Linked DNA regions of Mus musculus: region 1 is linked to region 2. The links are chromatin contacts, called in public promoter capture Hi-C maps. All regions are on one chromosome and are shown on one strand. The core of a region is the stretch at or near the end of the contact, and the rest is flanking DNA. Distances in the headings are between cores, read along the strand shown. Region 1 overlaps Sgms1 (sphingomyelin synthase 1). Region 2 overlaps Sgms1 (sphingomyelin synthase 1).

Region 1 (4,032 bases), core at 441-2,940, 99 kb after region 2:
GCAATTTGCAAAACACAAGAAAATCAACAATAGGGAAGACCAATGGGTGGGTACTTCATTCCTCCTTAGAATAGGGAACCCATGAAAGGAGTTACAGAGACAAAGTTTGGAGCTAAGATGAAAGGATGGACTATCCAGAGAATACCCCATCCAGGAATACATCCCATAATCAGCCACCAAACCCAGACACTATTTCATATGCCAGAAAGATTTTGCTGAAGGGACCCTGTTATAGCTGTCTCCTATGAGGCTATGCCAGTGCCTGGCAAATACAGGAGTGGATGCTCACAGTCATCTATAAGATGGAACACAGGGCCCCCAATGGAGGAGCTAGAGAAAGTACCCAAGGAGCTGAAGGGGTCTGCAACCCTATAGGTGGAACAACAACGTGAACTAAACCGCCCCCACCCCAGCTCGTGTCTCTAGCTGCATATGTAGCAGAAGATGGCCTAGTCGGCCATCACTGGGAAGAGAGGCCCCTCGGTATTGCAAACTTTATATACCCCAGTACAGGGGAATGCCAGGGCCAAGAAGTGGGAGTGGGTGGGTAGGGGAGCAGGGAGGAGGGAGGGTACAGGGCACTTTTGGGATAGAATTTGAAATGTATATAAAGAAAATATCTAATAATAATAAAATAAAATGTTATATAAGAAAAAAAAGAAAAAGATAGCTTTCATGCTGTGGACAAACCAAAAGCTTAATTAAAATACTCTTCTATATAATTGTAAAACACACACACAGACAAATAGTCTCCCAACCAAAAAAAAAAAAAAGCCGAGGACCAGATGGGTTTTGTGCAGAACTCTATCAGATCTTCAAAGAAGACCTGATACCAATACTCTTCAAACTATTCCACAAAATAGAAACAGAAGGAACACTACCCAATTCATTCTATGAAGCCACAGTTACACTGCATATTCTCCCTTGGAGATGGAATGGTTTCTGTCTAATCAAGAACTTGTCACAATTTCCTTTCATAGAGAACTACTTAAGAGATTTTTTTCTACCTCCATCATGTTTAATATTCCAAATAGATTTAAAAGTGGTTGAGTGCATATTACTTTTAGCTTCAGAAGAGATCATGTATATTTAAGAGGCACTTAACTATTATAAATTAGTTTGATGACTTAAAAAATGTCAATACTGAGTTGTATATTTAAAAATAAATTTTATCAGTTTAATAAAAAACAAAGAAAGTCCAACGCACCACACTTTCTTTCCCCACAAAATAGCAACTTAATCTCGGTTTCCTGTAAGTCCACAAAAATTATCTACAAGCACAGAAAGATGGGCTACAGCCAAACCACTAGACCGCCCATGGATGGAGAGGAGGGGTGTCAGGTGCTCTAGGGTCTCCACCCAGCCTCCCTTCCTACACAGATTTGGAGAAAAATACAAGTCAAAATCAAGATGCTTGCTGTCCAAACATACCATGTAGGCTAGAGCCTCAGCCCTGCCAGAACCCATTGCCATCCTCTGCAAAAAGGCTGATGCTCTGCCCCAACACAAGCTCGAAGATGCACAAGCCGCTGCAACTCCTATCTACAGTCCCACACAGGTCTGCTGAGAGCTTAATCATCTAAGACCGGACTGAGGAAGCAAACACTATTGCCAGATTTCTCCTCTTGAGGTACTGACAGGCAAGAGCTGTCAAAGCAAAAGATAAGAAAACACCAGGCTGATTTCCAAGAAGGCTGACTGGCCTGGCTCAAAGCTGCTGCCAAGTGTGCTGGGAAAAGCAGTCCACAGACTACAGAGCTGCTTCCCACCTCAGGCAACAGCAATGCCATCAACTCAACACAGTTCAATGTGTCTGGGTGTTCTGATGCCTGGAACCAAAGTGGGTAAAGTGTCCGACCACTATGAAGCATCCATCAGGGCTGGAGAGACGGCTCAGCAGTTGAGTTGCTCTCAGCGCTGGTTGCTCTTCCAGAGGGCCTGAGTTCAATTCCCAACAACTAACTGTAACTCCAGTTCCAGAGGATCTGCCCCCCTCGCCCAGGCAGGCAGACAGAGCACCAATGCACATAAAAATAAATCAATCTTAAAAAAGAAACAGTTATCTTAGAAAGCACTTTTTAAAGGATTACTGAAAGATTGATTCAAACCAACACGTATATAGAGTCAGGGTCACATGTTCCTAACACACTCGTTCATGTTCATTTCAATGTGGCAGACAGATGTTACGAAATACTATTTAGCTTTTAAAGGGAGAAATCTGAACACATGCTACAAGATACAGTAACCCTGAAAACAGTTTGCTCAGAAAAACAAGTTAGATGTAAAAGGGAAAATACTATATAATCCATATCAAGTGCATAGGATAGTCAAATTCATGACACATAAAGCCATAGCTGCCACAGGCTGTGCAGAAGGGAGAACGGGAACTATTTAGTGAGTATGGGCTTTCAGGTGATTAAATGCTCTGTCGACAGACAATGGTGATCACTGTACAATCATATGATGTACTCAATACCCTAAATTTTATGGCTGTGTATTTTACTTCAGCTTTTGAAACTAAAAGATATTTGTATTTTTCAAAGAAAACTATTGAGAGTAATTTCAGTCACCTCACAGGGTTATTACATTTTGGAACTACATAAATATGTACTTTCTTATCGTGCTTTGATTTTGAGGCAGGGTCTGGCAGTGTAGCCTTCCATCTCATATGTGGCCAAATTTAATCTTCAGTCTCGGTCTGGGAAGCAAAGAGCAGAAAGTTCTCTCAAAATGTTAGCATCAATAAAGTGACAAAGGCCACAGCATCAGCAGGCTTGGGCACTGTGACCAAGACCCAGCACAGAGGTATGTATGGTGACTTCTGAAGACACTGTCCCATGTTAGTGGGCATTCCAGACATATCCTAGAAAAACAAAAACTTCTCCAGCCAACAACAAACATGGCTTCAGGCAGAGAGACTCTGTACATATTTGCGTGTGATGTTCAAAGATGTGGTAGTTGCTTATTAGGTGTCTTGAGTCTGGTTCAGGATAAGAAATTTCTAGCACTGTGCAGCATGTTCACTGACAATCCCAAAGAGCTTGCTCATAAGCAACGTCCGCATGCAGGAAATGTAGCTCACCGGGGACACAGGAAAGCAACATTCCCTGAGAGTTACCCCACCCTGCGAGGAGTCTGACGTCCTTCGTAGGGAAGTCACTGGAGCTCGCTGCCGGCTGTGAAAGCCGAGATGCAGATGGAGAAAGAGTCGGGAAACAGTTCTGGTTTCTTGAACTCCATTATCCCAATGCACTGCTATGGTTCAGAGCCAAGGCTGAAGGACAGGCACTGTTCTCACCTAACTGGCTGTGGGGAGCAGCGAGTGATCACAAAAAAAAAAAAAAAAAAAAAAAAAAAAAAAAAAAAAACAAACCCACAATCTCACTTCTGTGAATGAAATTATCCAGGTAAGTTCCCCTCCAGCAGAGCAGTAGGGGTGAGGGTTACTGAAACAAAATGTTTCTCAATGGGCACAAAGTCAACTTACATAACAAAACTTTGGAGGGTTTGAGACAAACTGACACTCTCAGTTTAGTTATATTGGCAAAGCTACCCAAAACAGTAGCTCAAAACCAAACAAACAAAAGCTTGGATCTTCTGCAACCCCCAGCTCAAATTCAGCCTCTGGCCAGTGTTACACGGTCATTACGCCAATCATTATCTGCTACGAAATTAAGGCACAACACTACAACGCCAAACCCTACCAGGATCTGAGCCTGAAAACCGTAAAAGCACATAAGAAGTTTTAGGGTTTTATAGACAGCACACTCCAGTGTGGCAGGACTCGGCTTTGCCTGTGCGGATCCTGTGGGCACTCCACTGTCCATAGGTAATATGCTCACTTGGTGCACATTCAATATTTATAGGAGAAAAGGAGGGGGATGTGTATAGGAAGACATAGCAGCAGCTATTCATTGCAGGCACCAACGGGGCGACTATAGTGTCTACTGTGTTCTGTAAGTGGACACGGAAAATGAAGGGGTCAAAAAAAAATGAGAAGTGGGCGAAGAAGTCAGTCACTAAGGAGCTGCT
Region 2 (4,176 bases), core at 1,379-3,878:
GAAAGTGAGAACTGATTCCCAAATGTTGTCCTTTGACTTCTACACACATGCTATGACACACGCACTTGCACACACACAGAAAAACAAAACAAAACATCGGTTTTTGTTGGTTTTTGTTGTTGTTGTTGTTATTGTTTTGTTTTTCGAGACAGGGTTTCTCTGTATAGCCCTGGTTGTCCTGGAACTCACTTTGTAGACCAGGCTAGTTTTGAACTCAGAAATCTGCCTGCCACTGCCTCCCAAATGCTGGGATTAAAGGTGTGCGCCACCACCGCCCAGCACAAAACATCTTTTTAAATGTGAAAAACCGAGTGTAGCACTGCAGTCTAGCACTTAGATCAAACTACTGAGTGATACTTTAAGTCCCATCAGTATACTGTTTCTAAGTCCTTATAAGATACTTTGTCTTGTTAGGTGCCTCAGACATTTCTAGAAGGTGTGAGATTGAAGCCTCACTTTCAAAGAGGTTAGAAAATTTGTTAAGAGCCTCTGAGAAGGCCAACAGATTAAAACAAAGCAAAACAAAACAAACAAACAAAAAAATCCTCTTTGAAGTTCGTCAATGCCAGAACCCACAATGGAAGGAGAACTGACCGCCAAAGGTTGTCCTTTGACCTCTACATGCACACAGTAGCACATATGTACACAAACGTATATACATGAACATACACATGTACATGTACACGCATACATACATAAATGTGCACAAACTATAATGCTGAATTAAAATGTATGTTTTTATAGAAATGAAAAATACAGTAACGTGGCAAGATACATGGTATCATTAAAATTTTGGGGGGCTTAGGATTACTTGCTAGATAATTATATATAATAACATACACAATTATAGTTTTGAATACAGGTATTTAACAAAATTGGCTGTCTTGTTTCACAGTCCATTTGTGTTGTGTTTTGTTATGTATATGGACTGGGTGGAGAGAGAAAGGGTTGGAGTTTTTCCACCTGTTTGAGCAGAAGGCTTCCTTTGTGGGTGGTAACTGAACCTCCCCTCCACATGATACTGGCAATTTGGAAATGTCTGGAGTAGGCATTGCTTCCTCATTACATCAACATATCATTGGCCAAGCCCTCATCGCGTCTTTAGAATGCCCTCCTCCCACGAGGCTGCTCACTAGACATAAACAGTCTGTAGATACGGCAAATCAAAAACACTTAACCTGCATAAGCTTACAGTCAGTAAACCAATGACATGAGCAGCTACCTCCAGTCTCTCCTGCAATGGAAAGATCCACAAATGAGAAAAGACATTGCAAAACAGAACAGCAAGAGAAGTAAAGGAAGCTACAGGCCTGGGCTCATTCCACTGCTAAGCGCTTAAAGGCTGAGAGCGGGATAGACGCAAGGAGTGCCTGGTGATTTCCATCTACCCACAAGGCAAAAGAAACCAAGAGCAAGCTGACTGCATTCTCTCCAAGCTATGATGAGTAGCCATGTCCCTCGTCAACTGCTCATCCCTGCCATGATATTTTTAAAATTCTCTGTACAACTGTGTGGATCAGCGTTTTTCACTAAGAATGCCATGGGGCTAGGGCAAAACCACTTTCTCTTTCAGTCTTCAGATGCTACTGTCAAGGGTGCCTCACAGGCTTTTTCTAAGGGGCGCCACAGAATACACAAACTCCTCTGTTATATCAATCGCCACAAACCTGGATAAACTTGTTCACAGGTCAGAAAATGAACCTGACACTGAAATAAGATTCTCAGCACTCATCAAGCTGCCTTATGGCATGAGGAGAATGAGAACAGAAAGGCAAGGTTAACCCACGTCCGAATCTCAAGTCAAGTTCTATTCATGTAAAACCACGACCTTAGGGAGGGAGGGGGACAGAAGCATCAAGATCAATCACTTTAAATCCTCACAGAATAAGGTGGAGGCAAAAAAATCGCCCCATCTCCGCAGGAATGCAGAGTACTCCCTTGCTAAGATGAGAACCCCAAGCTGGGAACCCCATTTGCAATGTCTCCCAAAACCCCAGTCCTGTGAGTAAAATGTGACAAACCCACCTTTCTTTGTCACTAACAAGGAAGTAACTGGGCTAGAGAGAAAAATTTGCAGGCTTGTGTGAAAAACAGCCAAACGCTGTTTTTCCAGAAGAGCTGGCTCAGAGTGCACTAATCTCTGTGCCCTGGGTTAAGATGCAGCATCTGGCTCCCAGGTCTCCACTGAAAAAAGTAGAGCTTGCAGCCTGCTCTCCACTGATAACGGTGAGAGCACGCCATGGCACTTCCTGTTCCCATCCCACCCACATCTGGAGGGAACACTCAGAACTGTGCACAGGCTCATCATGTTGATACATATGTTGAGGCTGAGCAGGTTATTAGGATATTTCACCAAGAGAGAGAAAGAATGCCAGGCTAGCCAAGTTGCACACATGATACCATTCTTCTTTGTAGCTAGAACCTGGAGTGTGAGAATATGTTACACATGTTGAGAAAAAGAGTCTTTGCCAAGAGTCTGACCAGAGGCCATGTTTCCTCTGGTCAAGACTGGAACACACAGTACCAAATATGGACGCACACCAAAAATTCATGCAAAATATCTGAAACCAGGGTGTGTAATAGGGCTCTGCCGGGCCTCTCCCATGGGGATCTGATGAAGCAAGTCTGGGTATCTGGGTGGTGCCTGAGAATCTTTGCTTTTAACAAGCACCTGAGGAACGGTATAAGCTCAGGCAAGTCTGGGGAACACTAGTAGACAATCATGCTCAGGCTACAGCCCTTAATAAGAGCACCAATTATGTACATTATAATAAATGCAAACAATAGCAAATAATGGTCTTCTTATACAATACTACTGTTGTGACAAGAGTCACTTTAAAGAAAGGTTGGTAAGTTGTGCAACAGTTAACAGCTAATACATGACAGCCACGCCATCTAAATAGACAGATGCCTAACTCCAACTGTGACCATTATACGCACAGCCTCATTGGCCAGCACAGATCCTGCCCATCTTGTAAAAAGTACCAACAGAGAAAGATTTCTGCATTAGCTTTTTAAAATCACGAACCACATACTGAGACCCATGCTGTTTCTGTGCATATTATCTTCATACATCTTTGGTCTCCAGACCTGTCCCCAGGAGGTAAAAAAGAGCAAAGCAAAAGGCCAGAGGCTCATCCCATACAAACAATTAGTTTAGCAGAACTAGGGTATGTTATAATTTAGCCCCCAAATCTGTGAAATGCAAGGCTAGATTTCTGTTTTCATTAAAAGTCTGGTTCAGTCGCTCAAAAGAAGAAGTGGAGGCTAGGTATTTATACCAATTTGTGAAGAAGAACAACAGAAAAAAAAGAGAAAGCAGGTAAATCCTGAATCCAGATGGCTCCCCTGGGATTCTTTGACTTTGCAAAGGCCGTGGCAGGAAACATCCAATGGGAACTGTGGTTCACACTTGGAACGTCCATCATCCAGGGCTGCTTAGCTTGCTCATAACTGCTAATGAATGGGAAAGGCAGCTGGAGATCAGGACAGGCAAGCAAGCCATACTCAACTGTGCACAGAGGAGCTAAGCTGGGGTGGAAGGTGAGCTGTTTGGGGGAGCTGTTCACAGTTTCAGCCCAGGGAAATCTTCCATTTACAAGTATTAAGTTTTGCTTTGTTTTGTTTTGCATTAGGTTATTTTTAAAGAAGAAAATTAATCTTTTTTACTTGTCCTTAGTTAAAATGAAAGGCTTAATCTGTCACAGGATCAGTAGCCCCAACCCTCTCAGGTTAGCTGGAAACTCATTTGAGTTTCAAAAAGAAACAAAAAGTAAAATCCTGATTCGTCCAAGCACTTGCCTAGGCCTCTATTACAGTAGGGATGGGGACAGGTGACTCATTCAATTACTTGATGAGGCCTCTGAACACAGCAGGGATGGGCAGAGCCCTGTGTCATTGACTCCTTTCTTGTAATTCTAGGTTGTCAGGCATCACTAAATGCTGCAAAGAGAGGTAGAGCGAGGGAAGGTGTCCCTACTATAGAGTCACCTGAACAATGACATCAGGGAAATGCAGAGCAGGCACACCTATGGGGGAAGACACTCTCCCCCATACATATAGTGCTGTCCACCCCAACCAAAGCACAGACCCCCAAACCTTTCCCGCCTCATCTATGGCTCTTTCGAGGGGCTGGGAATCCTTCCCCTGTCCCCTTCCCCTTCGCTGGCCTTGGGA

Evidence for each region. Capture Hi-C pulls out chosen DNA fragments and counts their contacts.
Region 1: a contact with region 2 is called in a promoter capture Hi-C map of adipose tissue. A contact is called at or near these places in 2 of 484 Hi-C or Micro-C datasets (the G1E-ER4 cell line and liver), 3 of 130 datasets of targeted methods (CD8 T cells, cardiomyocytes and embryonic fibroblasts) and 3 of 9 other capture datasets (adipose tissue, liver and pancreatic islet).

What each region holds. Positions count from the first base shown.
Region 1 is chr19:32,370,916-32,374,947 of GRCm38.p6, forward strand. The region is part of intron 1 of Sgms1 (sphingomyelin synthase 1); the gene reads right to left. Among named protein-coding and RNA genes, the nearest start is that of Sgms1, 16 kb to the right of the region's middle.
Region 2 is chr19:32,270,498-32,274,673 of GRCm38.p6, forward strand. The region is part of intron 3 of Sgms1 (sphingomyelin synthase 1); the gene reads right to left. Among named protein-coding and RNA genes, the nearest start is that of Sgms1, 120 kb to the right of the region's middle.